Linked DNA regions of Mus musculus: all the other regions are linked to region 3. Evidence: chromatin contacts called from public Hi-C and HiCAR-type data. All regions are on one chromosome and are shown on one strand. Each heading gives the region's core, a stretch centred on a gene start, on an enhancer-like site or on the middle of the called end of the contact. The rest is flanking DNA. Distances are from core to core; before and after follow the strand shown.

The links. Hi-C and Micro-C count contacts between places; a contact is called where the count stands out from the background. HiCAR-type assays count read pairs that join an accessible place to other places.
Region 1: a contact with region 3 is called in a Hi-C map of uterus, with 5 times the contacts expected there. The contact joins two enhancer-like sites. A contact is called at or near these places in 6 of 484 Hi-C or Micro-C datasets (cochlea, embryonic fibroblasts, liver and 1 more).
Region 2: a contact with region 3 is called in a HiCAR-type map of fibro-adipogenic progenitors, with 2.7 times the contacts expected there. The contact joins two enhancer-like sites. A contact is called at or near these places in 4 of 39 promoter capture datasets (the 3T3-L1 cell line, HPC-7-derived erythroid cells, hippocampal neurons and 1 more), 1 of 15 datasets of contacts at CTCF or cohesin (the NIH/3T3 cell line), 1 of 484 Hi-C or Micro-C datasets (the 3T3-L1 cell line) and 1 of 115 datasets of contacts at active chromatin or transcription factors (fibro-adipogenic progenitors).
Region 4: a contact with region 3 is called in a Hi-C map of liver, with 3 times the contacts expected there. The contact joins two enhancer-like sites. A contact is called at or near these places in 2 of 484 Hi-C or Micro-C datasets (liver and nephron progenitors) and 3 of 115 datasets of contacts at active chromatin or transcription factors (extraembryonic endoderm stem cells, fibro-adipogenic progenitors and hepatocytes).

What each region holds. Positions count from the first base shown.
Region 1 is chr13:114,270,153-114,273,424 of GRCm38.p6, reverse strand. No RefSeq gene overlaps it. Among named protein-coding and RNA genes, the nearest start is that of Gm41072, 63 kb to the right of the region's middle. Within about 2 kb of position 1,829, at least 14 of the 459 cell types and tissues checked have an H3K27ac peak or open chromatin away from gene starts, as enhancers often do. A contact at or near this core is called in liver and uterus, where this site is marked.
Region 2 is chr13:114,403,843-114,406,959 of GRCm38.p6, reverse strand. No RefSeq gene overlaps it. Among named protein-coding and RNA genes, the nearest start is that of Ndufs4, 17 kb to the right of the region's middle. Within about 2 kb of position 1,684, at least 44 of the 459 cell types and tissues checked have an H3K27ac peak or open chromatin away from gene starts, as enhancers often do. A contact at or near this core is called in fibro-adipogenic progenitors, where this site is marked.
Region 3 is chr13:114,759,672-114,762,942 of GRCm38.p6, reverse strand. No RefSeq gene overlaps it. Among named protein-coding and RNA genes, the nearest start is that of Gm34790, 57 kb to the left of the region's middle. Within about 2 kb of position 1,817, at least 18 of the 459 cell types and tissues checked have an H3K27ac peak or open chromatin away from gene starts, as enhancers often do. A contact at or near this core is called in fibro-adipogenic progenitors, liver and uterus, where this site is marked.
Region 4 is chr13:114,489,796-114,492,943 of GRCm38.p6, reverse strand. No RefSeq gene overlaps it. Among named protein-coding and RNA genes, the nearest start is that of Fst, 32 kb to the right of the region's middle. Within about 2 kb of position 1,868, at least 12 of the 459 cell types and tissues checked have an H3K27ac peak or open chromatin away from gene starts, as enhancers often do. A contact at or near this core is called in liver, where this site is marked.

The DNA.
Region 1 (3,272 bases), core at 580-3,079, 490 kb after region 3:
ATTTTAGAGAACACAACAGCAGTAGTGAGCAAAGCGAAGCTTTCAAGGTTGTCCACAAGTCCTACGAGGTACCTGGCCTAGAACTCAATATAATAATCTTAAGTTAGCTCAGTCGGCAAGGGAACATCACGAGACAGCTACGTGGACACGAAGAAAACAAGGTACCCAGCAAAGAGAAGTGGCTAGAAAGAAACCAGCCAACTATTCTGGAGGTGGAGAATGTAATAACAGAAAGCAAAACGTAGAGTATCAACCGCAGACTCACACAGAAAACAGAGGAAGAAAGGAACCTTGGGCCACTGGAGCTCGGGCCTGATGCTGCTTCTCATTCCCCGGGAATGCTAGAAACATGAAGATCGGCCTTCTCACTCCATGGAACTCCAATTCCTGTAGGAAGGAGAAGGTGAGGGTCTCTGCGCTCTGCTCTAAGTTCCATCTCTTGCCCAGGGTAGGAGACCTGCCATTTCAGGCTGCTCCAAAGGAGATAGAAGAGATTATCATCCTGTAATGGAATAATGTGTCCTTCCTTCCCAGAAACAACTTCTCTGGTGCAGATGCTGGGGACACTTGAAGAGAGCAGCATGGTGCTAGTCTGACCTCAGAATTAGGACTCCAAAAAGCATAGCGTTTACCTTGTTCTTTGTTGTTGCTGTTGTTTTTGTTTTGTTGTTGTTGTTGTTGTTGTTATTGTTGTTCCAAATACTGGCCAAAAGCAGAGCATGCTTTCCCTGGCCTTCTGGGCATCTGCCATTTCTTTGAAGGCTTTTTGTCATGTGGCTGCCTGCAGACCTCTATTGCAAACTGCATGGCTTTCTCTCTCCCCCACTCTCTCTTCTCCTGGCAGCTGTGAAGTCTACAGCCTGCCTGTCCTGTTGTTTTTCTTTTAAACGCTAATAAAATTGTCCCTGACCTTCCTTTCAGGTTCATTTTTAAATTATTTTATTACTGAGATTAAGAGGCCCAAAAGAGAAGCTAAGGGACATAGGCATCTTTAGAGAGAATTGACAAAAGAAAGGTAGAAACCTAGTCTAAAGAAGAAATAACCGAGGTCCGTGGAGAGAATGAGCACACACTAAGCCCAGAATACTCCAGGCAAACGCAAATAAGGTTTTCATGGAGACACAGTGTAAATACATTGTCAGAAATCAATGACAAAGACTTTTGAAAACAGCCAGAAGAAAATGAGTCCCTTCTTGTAAGGGAAATCCCCCAAAGACTGCAAGCAGATTTCTCACCAGAAACCACTTAGGTCAGGATGGTATAGGCAAACTTGCTGAAAGGAAAGGCAAGTCTGCCAACCCAAAATCCTTCACAACAAAGCTGGCCCTGAATCCTGATACGGCTGACAGAAAAGGCTTTCCCCAAGCGAATAACAGAAAAGAGATTCCGTCCCAAGATCTGCCTTATAGCAAGCTGTTGTAGCAACAGATAGTTAATGATCAACATAAAACAAAGACAAAACTCGCCGGCAAGAGTTGACATCCACGCAAATTCAGAATGTTCTAACCCTCACTGGGACCAGGACGTTGCTCCAGCCTCCCTTTCACCTCCCTTCCTGGTAATGTCTCTTGAAAGAATTCAGATGAGGTATGCAGCACAATGCAGAAACTAGGCGGGGTTTATTACAAGATATAGTGGACTGAGTGGGCGACGGCCAAAAGCAGCTACGTGTTTAGGTAGGCTTTGTTTCTAAATCTTGGAACAGACATTATTCCTGTGGGACGTTTTATGTCTAGGTGACTGACAGTCCCATGTGGGTCGACTCTTAAGGGAGAAGTTATGGTATGTAAGGCCTCCTGCCTGATAGTAAACGTTGACCTTCCAGCCAGTTCAGAAGGCCGAGTCTCTACCCAGGGCTGGGTTCATGGCTCAGATCCCATTCTTTTGATGAGTAACATGTAACAGATTAGTAGATTAGAAAGAATTACAGCAAAACCCCAAAATGAATCTAAAAAGAAGGAAAGAAAGAAAGAAAAGAAAAGTCTGGGAGGAAGAGCTGTCCCTTGGCTCCAGCGATGCTGTCCCTCAGCTCCAGGGACTTCCTCCTTCTGACTTCTTGTCTCATCTATAGCTGTGCTGTCACGAAGGGCAGCTGCAATGCGTTCACCTCTTTCACAAGGCATTTGAACCTATAAGGAAGAGCTATTGGGATGGCTCCCACTGCCTTTACCTGCTACCAAATTAAGAGTGTTAATGAGCAAGCGCATAGGGAGTGGGCCTGAGGTCATTTTCAAGTCAAAGACAGAGCAAGCCTCTAGAGGTCAGATTTGAAGGACAATAGTGAATCTGACATCTTCCACACATCTCCCCCATGAAAACCTTGAGACCCTTCCCTTTTGGAAAACGGGGAACTTTGCTTTGAGATGGCCTTTGTTCTGTTTTCCTGATGTAAAGCTCTCTCCTCATCTAATTCCTGTCTTCTAATTTGCTTTGGGAGCGGTGACAGGTAATATAGGGCCACCAAGTCCTATATTACAAGGAACAAGTGGAATCCTCCTGCCTCTGCTCTTGTGTCTACAAGCTGGTGATTACAAGGAGGGAATCCATCTTCACTGGCCTTCAAAAATCTGCTGGTATCTAGATATCTAGCAAAAGTTACCAAAAATAACTACAGATGCAGTATTTTAAACGCACTATTAAAAAGTGTAAATTCTGATGTCACAAACATGGCTGAAATGTTGAAGTTGATATCATATTAAAATTGACTGTTACAAGCATTTAAGGCACGGAGAGGAATACATACTGTGTGTGTGTGTGTGTGTGTGTGTGTGTGTGTGTGTGTATTATATATAATTTTTTTCTTTTTCTTTCTTTTTTTTTTTTTTTTTTTTTTTTTTTTGAGACAGAGTTTCTCTGTGTAGCCCTGGCTGTCCTGGAACTCACTCTGTAGACCAGGCTGGCCTCAAACTCAGAAATCTCCTGCCTCTGCCTCTGCCTCCCACGTGCTGGGACTAAAGGCGTGCACCACCACTGCCCGTATATATAATGTTTTATTTAAGTCTTATGATATAATAGAAAAGCTTGGGGTACATTCAGAAAATATAATGGAATAAAAACCTGTCGTTACAAAAAGAAAAAAAATCAAGCCAACACAGAGAAATAAAGAGTCAAAGGAGTACATAAGAGTCAGAAAACCACGAACGGCACACATAGCTCTTTCCGATCTCTAATTCCCTTAAACGGACTTGGCTAAATTCTTTCATCAAAAGGCAGAGTGGGTATACTGGCTAGTTTTGTGTCAACTTGACACAGCTGTAGTTATCACAGAGAAA
Region 2 (3,117 bases), core at 435-2,934, 360 kb after region 3:
TTGGTAACCTTTAGCAACACTTAGAATACCAAAATGTAGCAGGTTGCCTCAACTCCAATTTCCATGACCTGCTCAAAGATGCCTCGACTCTAAAAATTGTTAACCACAATTTTAACGCCAATCCTTCCCTTGGATGTGAAGCGCCTAATAGGTAAAGAAAGATTATTCTAAATTTATGACTAGATAATTCTTTTCTCCTATGTCGGGAGTCCAAAACAATACCTCAGTTTTATCTGACAGGGAATTACTGTCACGTTTGCCTCCCCAGTGCTTCCTGTTGTGGGTGAGTGGCCTATTCTTCAGCATGACAAAGTCTGATTTCTGAATGGCTGGTGGTGTCAAAGGGCCATTAGTATGCTAAGCCTTTTAGTGGCATGGGATAGCTCCATCCTGCTTGCCCCAATTGTTGCAGTTGGGCCACGTGACCAATTGATGATTTCAAGGCAACCTTTGGAATCTTGAAGTCTTCCAGAAATTAATATTCTTTCTGGTGATACAATCTAGTGACCCCTCTTGCCCAGCGTTTTAATGCTTTAAAGGGCACACCCCAAAGCTAAGAGGAAAAGAGAAACTCAGCAAGTTAAATCCCCAAGCTCCTCTTATAATTAGTTTTTAAGAGTCTAAAAAAGGCAGACATAATCTGGTGAGCCTGCTGAACAGTTTTTGCCATGTTCTCCCACTTTAAAGTTTCTGCAAAAATTTTTGACAGTTACAGGTTGAAAGCAATTTTTCCAAACCTGACTTAAAGATAAGCAGCAATGTTGTGCTTCTTTGTATCGACGACTTTTTAATTCCCAGCGCTGTCTCTTTTTCATTTCCTGAAAACTATTCCTTCCAGGCTGACTAGCTGTCAGCACAGGGCAGAATGGCGTGGGCACAAAACAGTCATTTGAAAATGAACGGAAGTGACTCAGATGCTATCTGAGTCTATACTGACTGGCCACTTACCTTATTATGTGTCTTACGCTGATCGACGTTTAATCTGCAAACCAATATGTTTGCTCAAATAACACGGACTTAGCTCCAGAGACTGAAAGATGAGACACTCGGAACTACCTATAAATGGTTCTATAAAGGCGTGGATGGAAAAACCTACCACTTCCTGGACTCAGCACTAACAAGATCTAGGTAACATGCATATTTGATTAAGAAGGATATTTAAGAATATCAACCCCATGCAAATTAAAATGGAGAAATTACCTCTCAAAGCCCAATGGACTCCGCTATTTGCTTTCATACCCTTGCATTTTGCACAAAACTATGTCAGACAACTGAGTAAAATTTGGACTAACTGGATTTTCAGAAAACTGAGTAAAAAAGAGACTGACTGGATTTTCAGAAAACAAAGCAAAACAAACAAAACTAGCAAGTTCCTTCTTTCTCTCCTTCTTTCCTCATCCAGGCACAGAGTTAGACCACACATCCTGTCCTCTTTGGCAATTTGATGCAATTATGTGACTGAATTTCATCTAATACGATATATTTAGCTAAGAGAATGCTCTTCGCTGCCAGGCCTGGCCCATTAAAGTTGCTCGTAGTTGCTCCTCTATGCCTTTTCTGTATCTGCCAACCTGGCTCAGAGCACGGTGACTTTGAAAACTTTTGGTGAAGTTGAGCCAGAAGCTGGAACAAGTCTTGATTCAGAAACATTTTTTAAGGGGAACATCACCAGTTGGGCAGGAACACCAATCACGTATCTCCCCGCCCCACACTTGGGGAACAGGCGTTCGCTTCCTTAGTTAAAGGAGCACCACATACAATCTGCTTTGTTTTGCTCAACAGAAAAAAAAAAGAAAGTTTTAGGGCTGAAGTGGCTCAGTAGCAAAGAGCACTTACTCTTGCAGAGGCCACGGGTTTGATTCCTGGCACCCACGTGGCATTTTGGCGCCATCCATAACTCTAGTTCCAGGAGATTCGATGACCTCTTCTGACCTCTCCAGGTACCAGTCTTACATGTGGCGCTCAGACTCGTGCAAGCGAAACACTCGTGAACCTAGAAGAAAATAAACACATCTCAAAGAATTTAAAGAAGGGAAAGAAATTCAAACCTCAGGATTTTAGGCTTGCTATGAATAATTTCTAGGTATCCATAGTCATATATATTTTGTTTGTTTGTTTGTTTTGTTTTTTGAGACAGGGTTTCTATGTGTAGCCCTGGTTGTCCTGGAACTCACTCTGTAGAGCAGGCTGGCCTTGAACTCAGAAATCCACCTGCCTCTGCCTCCCAAGTGCTGGGATTTAAGGCGTGTACCACCACTGCCCAGCTGTCACTTTTTTTTTTTAATCCAAAGAGGAAAATCAGCTTAAGGAAAAGACCAATTAGATTTGGAAATCAAGCCATGTTTTTGTAATGTGGCAAAGCCACATTAATAAAGGCAATTATTATCTTTAATAAAGGCAATTCATTTTAGATTTTTTTTTTTCTACACTCAGTCATTCTAGGAAATAGTGTAGACTACCAGGGCATGACCCACACAGAAGAAAACTATGTGGTGGCATATTTACTGGAGGCCTTTGTGAAATGAACAGAACGTTCAAGGTAACTTGACCAGAGATGAGAAAAGTAACTGCAGCCGCACATAAGGTGTGATTTACAAACAATCCCACCTGAAACCCTATAGCTACCAACGGGCTTTTCTTGGCAGCCTTGTGGGAGCCTTACAAGCTGACCACAGATAAACTGACTGGCCTGAGTCAACCATGCAGGCTTCTTAATAGTCACAAATTGTGTGTGTGTGTGTGTGTGTGTGTGTGTGTGTGTGTGTGTGTGTGTACAGGGTCTATGTAGCCCTGACGGCTGTCTTAGCACTCACAATGTAGATCAGGCTGGCCTTGAAGAGATCTACCTGTCTGTTTCCCAAGTGCTGGGATTAAAGAAATGAGCCACTACAGCCAGCCACAAATTAATTCCTTCAGTAAAACTTTGTGTAAGGTCGCTTGCTTGTTACTCATTGACTCTCACCCTGGTGCTCACCCCTAGGTTACAAATCTCAAGGAAAATAATTTGCCCATTGTTCAATCTTGTTTACAGCCTCCTGCCCTGAGTGCACCAGTTCTGGTACAAAATTTACTCTCCACCCAGATTTTAGATTCCACAGAACCTGGAGCATACAGCAC
Region 3 (3,271 bases), core at 568-3,067:
AGGTCTCAATGGTATTGGAGTGGAACCAGGTTAATTTAATATCTTCATCTCTGTTCTGGTAAAGGGTGAGGGATGGATAGTATCAGTATCCCCTGCTAGTATGATAAATGTATCAAGTTGGCAGCTGTTTAAAAACTACAACAATAGAAAAATGTACTGCACCATGGAAAAGAGAGGCTAGAAATATGGCATAAAAACACAAAGCGAGGTTCAACTTGGAAATATGAATGCCGTTACAATTGGGAATTATAATATGAAACAGGGAAATTGTCCAAAAATCTGGCCTGAAATGGAGAGGGGGTGGGGAAAGAGAAAAGAACAAAAAATCTCGAGACTGCTCATTCCCAAACAGGATATGGCATTTCTAAGAGAAGAGATCAGACAACCTGTGGACAAAGAGCATTTGAGCCAGGGTATGGAGTGAGGACTAAACAGACAACAGAGTACAGCAGGTTCAAAGTCATGCGAGTGCCTCCAATTCTACCACAGACGGAGCCTGTAGCACTTCCAGGGGAGCCAGCAGAGGCGCACTATTCAGGTTGACCAGATAGCCTTAGGTTACTGGAAACCAGTCACATTAGAAACATTTTCGTACTCCAGGAAGATGGAGTAGGTGGCTGCTGACAGACATTTTAATGGTCTGTCTATGACAGTCAACTTGTGTGCAATTAAAATGCAAAGCATTAAAATGGTTTTCTTAATCCTTCAAAGAGAAGCTAGAAATAAATGTGAATACCACAAATACTTAACTGTGACCAAGAGTCAGAACTCAGTGCAATAAATACCTTTCCTCCAATGATTAAATACTGCAGAAGGGATGTGGAGGCTCAGGAGGAACCAGAGATGAATGTTCTTGCCAGAAGGAAGAGAAGGGTTTTGTTTTTGGGTTTTAGGGTTTTTTTGGTTTTGTTTGTTTGTTTCGGGGGTGTTATTAATACCCTATCCAGTCATCCTGAATAGTTATTTGGGGGCATTTTAAAAAAATTCTTCAGCTATAAAAAAATAGGGAACAGTCTTCCTCTCAAAGCTGATAGGAAAGCTTAGTGAATAGTGCACAAACAATTCTTTCCACAATGCAAACTTTAGAATGTACCAACAGTAGAGCCAGCTAAAACCAAAGTGCAATGGGTGTGAGGAACTTCACTTCCATGCCTTCTCTCAGATCTCTGAACCTGAGTAAAATACTTAATAATTCTGTACTCCTGTCTCTAGTTTTTGATGATGATGATGATGATGATGATGATGATAATAATAATAATAATAATAATAATATGTCTAGCTTTTTATACATCATATTTTTGAGATCAAGTACATAGACCAATACCTGGCATACAGCTATTTAAAAGATAGTAGCTACAATGGATTTACAAGGCAATTTGTTTACTTATGTTAGGTAAAATACAACTGATTAGTTATTTGGCTTTCACTTAATTTGTCTTCTAATGTGTAAGCATTTGATGTCTACAATGCAATGCCCTGCCAAGATCAAAGAGCAGGGTTCTAGGGGCCAGGCATGCCTGGATTCCAATCTTGGCTTTGAGTCTCACTGGTTGTATTCTTGTGGGTATGTGATTTAACTTACTGGCATTTCATTTCCCTTCTCTGTAAAAGGGATTATCTGCTGCTTGGGATTATAGTGAAGAAGATTCAAGGAGCAAGCAGAAAGGCATGGTTGGGTCTTGACTCCTCCCGCCACTCCACACGTGTCCAAAGAGTCAGAAAAGGCTGGAGAAATCTTTCTCCTAGTCCTCCTGTATTGTGGGTCAACTTATCCCAACTATTTCCTAAAACTGGGAATAGTTCCAGGGACAAGCTGCAGCTGAGGACACAGAACAGAAGAGAACAGAAATCAAGGACAGTTGGAGACATAGCTGTGGGCAAACTCAGACCCTTGCGGATGGAAGTTGGCTGGCCCTGGTGTCATTGGGCAATGACCATGGGAAAGAACAGACAAACAAGAAATATTGCATGGTCTTAAAGATACAGGAAAGGTTTCAAAGTCAGAAAAAAAAGAAAGGGGATTTTTAAGAGTGATGTGGAAGATGCGAGTTTTGGAGGAATCTTAGATGCTTAAAATGTTTGCTTTCTTTGTGTTCTTAAAGTATGGGTGAAGTACCACATGTTTTTGAACAACTGCCACCTTTCTTAAGTACTTCTGGGATTTGTTTTCCCCATTCATAAAGCACTGATTTATCAAAAAAAAATCATTATTTTAAGCACTGTTGTTTTTATCAGCCCAAACAATCAAATCTTTTATTGTATACTATTCAAATTAAAGGGTCCAGCTGAGGTCACAGGACAGACTCTGCACAGTAAATACCTCTCTTCCACAGAACACTTTGTTTTCTCACTCCACTGGAGACGAGAAAAGCAGAAATAAATTTTGACAAAATAAAATAAAATATCTCCCTTAAAAGGGTTTAGAAAACTAGAAAGATGACAGAGGTCTCTACAAATAATGTGTAGCTGTGGTTATTAATGACAGATAACAAAGTGATAGATAACAGAATGAAATTAGGCAAATTGAACTTGACCCTATCCCTGTAGATAAATATACAAAATATAAATAGTTTGTGAAGATGTTTATTAATCAACTCACCTTATGGTCTATAAAGTGAGTCCTACGCAGATTAAAATCATGACTTTCTAGCTGCAAATTATTCCCTGGAAGATGGCTGGGCCTTTTTGGAGGTTTTTCAACTCCCAAGTTGTTTGAAAGCTTTTAATGTGAGAGTGGAATTGATAACTGATACCCTGTGGAGTTTGTAAAAATTAAGAAGAGAATGACTCAAAGGGAGTCACTTGGAGAATCTGGTCAAGTGTGAGACAAACAGGGGACAGGAGAGATCTTTCTGTGATTTGGGCAAGATCGGACTGTCCACACCCTTCCCCACTTACTCACAGTGCCTGTGAATTCCAAGTGAAGCTTGGAAGAGTTTTGTCCTGATCAGCATCTTGAGTTCCACCCCACCCCCCACCCCCCTCCTGAAATGCTCTAGCAACTTTCTTAGAGACAAATTTATTAATGAGGATCCAGCAGAGAAATTGTGTTCCCATGTGTTTAATTTGTTAGCAGAGTTCACCGTGTATCTTACATGTGTACAATTTTTATGACTTTTTAGCAGAGTGCTTTATTACTGCTGGTCTAGTCTGGCCAAGTGAACTTTTTTTGTCAAAAGGGATGCTGTCCTTGTCACCATTTTTGTTAACATTTTAAGAGTGCTTTTTCAGTGCAGGACACTGATGTCTTTCTGTAGTGACAATGTGCAAA
Region 4 (3,148 bases), core at 619-3,118, 270 kb after region 3:
ATAGCAGCTGTGCATTCTGGTACTGAGTTCACAAAATCCAGGTCCTTCCAAAGTCAGCTACAGGAGGGGAAAGCACCCACAGTGTTCTACCACACATTGCTGATCTATTAGTGGCTGACAGATCCTGGGGCAAGAAGAGGCATGTTATCAACTTGTGTGCCACCCACTGGTGACCCCAAAAGCTCTGATGGTTAGTTCCAAATTCAGGATAGCAAGAGCTGGTTTGATTAAACCCTGTGGGACTCTAAACCACACCAAAAATAGTAGGAGAAATAGCGACTGGAGGGATCTAGGGAAGGCAGGATGGAGATAAGGGAGTGGGAGTGGAGAGACAGACCAAAATACAGAGTGTGACTATGTGAAAGTGTAAAGCTTCAGAATTTACTAATAATTAGACACTGAAGTAACCAATATATTAAAAGAAAAAATAGTTCTTAAAGTAAGTCTTGCAAAATAATCTTTTAAGACAGATACCAATAGAACTGAGAAATAAAAGGGAGATCACATTTTATAGCAAAAAATAAATAAAGATGGAGTCATAAAAAGATATTAGTTATGCATGTCTTACCCAAGAGTGTACCATTTGACAATACTTTCAATAAAGGATAAGAAAAGATAAAAGGAGGGCTCAGTCACAGAAATCTTGCCCAGCATACAAAGCTGTGATTAATCCCCAATACACACAGAGGAAAAAAACTAATATAGAATAAGAAAATATTTTCTTATTTCCTATCAGTAGATCCTCTGGAACATAGTAGGTGCTCAATAAATATTTCTTACATTGATCAAAGAGTAGGTAGGTCTCAAAAGACAACAGGTTTGTCTGCATTAAACTAGAAGTTGATCCTTTATGGGGCACCCTGAAGAATCTCCAGGCAATAGTGACATAGCTAAGTTTGGGTTTCTGAGAAAATCCACAGAAAAATGGGCTTGGAGAAAGGAAGAATGAAAACAGAGAACCGGTTGGAAATAACTACATGTGAAAATGATCCTCTACCAACGGCTGGAAGCTGGTGAGGACACAGTGAGGAGAGTCCGTTGGGAAACAGAAGAGAGTACCATATAAGGAGGTATAAGCTGGCAGTGACGTTACGAGGGTAACCTGGGAGAACTCCCAGGTGTCCGCCACCACCCCACCAAGAGAACACGATTGCCTTGCAACAGCATACAAAATATCAAATAACTTCCATAACACCGTTTATTAAACACACATTCACGTGTATTCACAACAAAATCCTGGACCAGATGTGAAGATAGGTGTGGGAAAAGTTTAACTTGCTTTCTTATGAATGTATACATTCAGAGATCCTTTAATAAATTCTTGGTCTATATCACATCCTATATTAAACTGTCATTGAGTATGGGATGTTCCCCTTATGGAGGTAACATCTTGATACAGGGAAAAACTATCCACTGTACCAAAGGCAGATAAGGAATATAGTATGGAAGGATTTAAAGACTGTAACAATGATGTTCTTTAACTTAAGAGCTTATGGGAATCATGGAAAGTTTTTAAGAATCGAGAACAAAGAGTAACCTACTGCAGGACTTTCTCGGACCCTTCTGATGTATAAATAATGACACGCAACTTCCATTAGAGTTTAAAGCTTAGGCCTTTTACTGGAGCAGTCTCCCAGATACTGCTTAAACTTTGCCCCACTGTGTGGCCTATGAGCCACCATGTGGCTAGCTCTATACCTCTCTGCTTTGCTGAGGTCTGTGTCTATTCCCTGAGTCTACTCTGGATTCTCTCGATTCTGCTTTCTTCTCCATGTGTCAGTCACTCTCTCTGCCTGGAAGTTCCACCCCCTACTTCCTGACCTCAGATCTTTATTCCCACTAGTCAGCAGTGAGACAACGTGGTCAGTAACCAAGTGGTATTTACACCTGGCAAAGATCACTCTATCTGTGGAGGATCCACTTGGAAGCCCTTGCAGAGTCCATGCCAGAGACAATTACACCTTAGGTTCCAAATAATCACCTGTTTGTTTCCATTCTTTTCGGCCAGGGCCTTGTGTTGTAGCAATTATTAAATATTTTCGCAATAACTCCATCCTGGAGTGTTGGCAGTGTGGGTAGATGAAAGAAGTTTCTAGTAAATACGATGGATAAGTTCTCAGGATACCATAGGCTTTAGCCCTAGATATCAGCTTCTTCTAGCTGTTGTCATGCAGAGGGTACAGGAAAGAAAGACATAAAAGGAGGACAAAGCTCCATCCCTTGGCAACAACACAGATTAGTCTCCATCGGTGCCCTTCCTTATTTCTATTCACCCACATGTACCCTGGCACTTGGCCACCTCCATCTCCAGAAACACTAGTGCTTAGCTTCTTGGTTTATAACTAAGGGAAATTAGTCACTAGAGAGTACATAACATTCCCAGACAGTTTCAGTCCACCCTGAAACAAATTGTCCAGTGTTTATTTCTTCACATAGAAAGACCAAAGATGTATTCAGTGATGAATTTAACACATAATTGTTTTCTGACCAACAGAACCAAACACAAGCCAGTTGTCCTGGGCAGAAGCTTTGTCTCCTTCACTCTAGCTTGTGTTCCTTCTGCATCTACGATCGCCAAGGGAAGCAGACCACATGAAGCTCACCAATTTGTTGTTTATTTCAACTCAGCTCACATAAAAGACTTGGTTGATAGGGGTATAATTAAGCCTTTGTTCTAGATGAGCTTATAGGATTATCTCTAGGTTTTAGTTCTCCATGCCATCTTTGTCCCCAAGTGCCAAATATAATCCTATGTTAGCTAGAAGCAGGATCTGACAAGAAAGAAAAAATGTGAGATATGAACAGGGCAAAAATCAATAACCTGACAATATATTGGTACTCAGCAGATTTTATTTTAAATTATTGTTCTACTTTCCCTGAAAGGAATACGCTGTTGTACCCACAGAAAGAATACAGTCACTTTTAACAACAACAACATAGCTTCTAAGAGGCGTGGGATCTGCACCAGCTGGGGCATGAACAGGAAGTCTTGGTGGGTCCTGAGAAGAGGTAGTGTTTGGGGAGCAGCCAGAAGTATGGTCAGAGAGTCTGCAATGATGTTGGCAAAATGAAAAAGCAGTGATCAAGAATGAATAAAGCCCAGGAGAGCAAAAAAGAAAGGATGAAGCTCTGTGATTTCTGCAGCCCT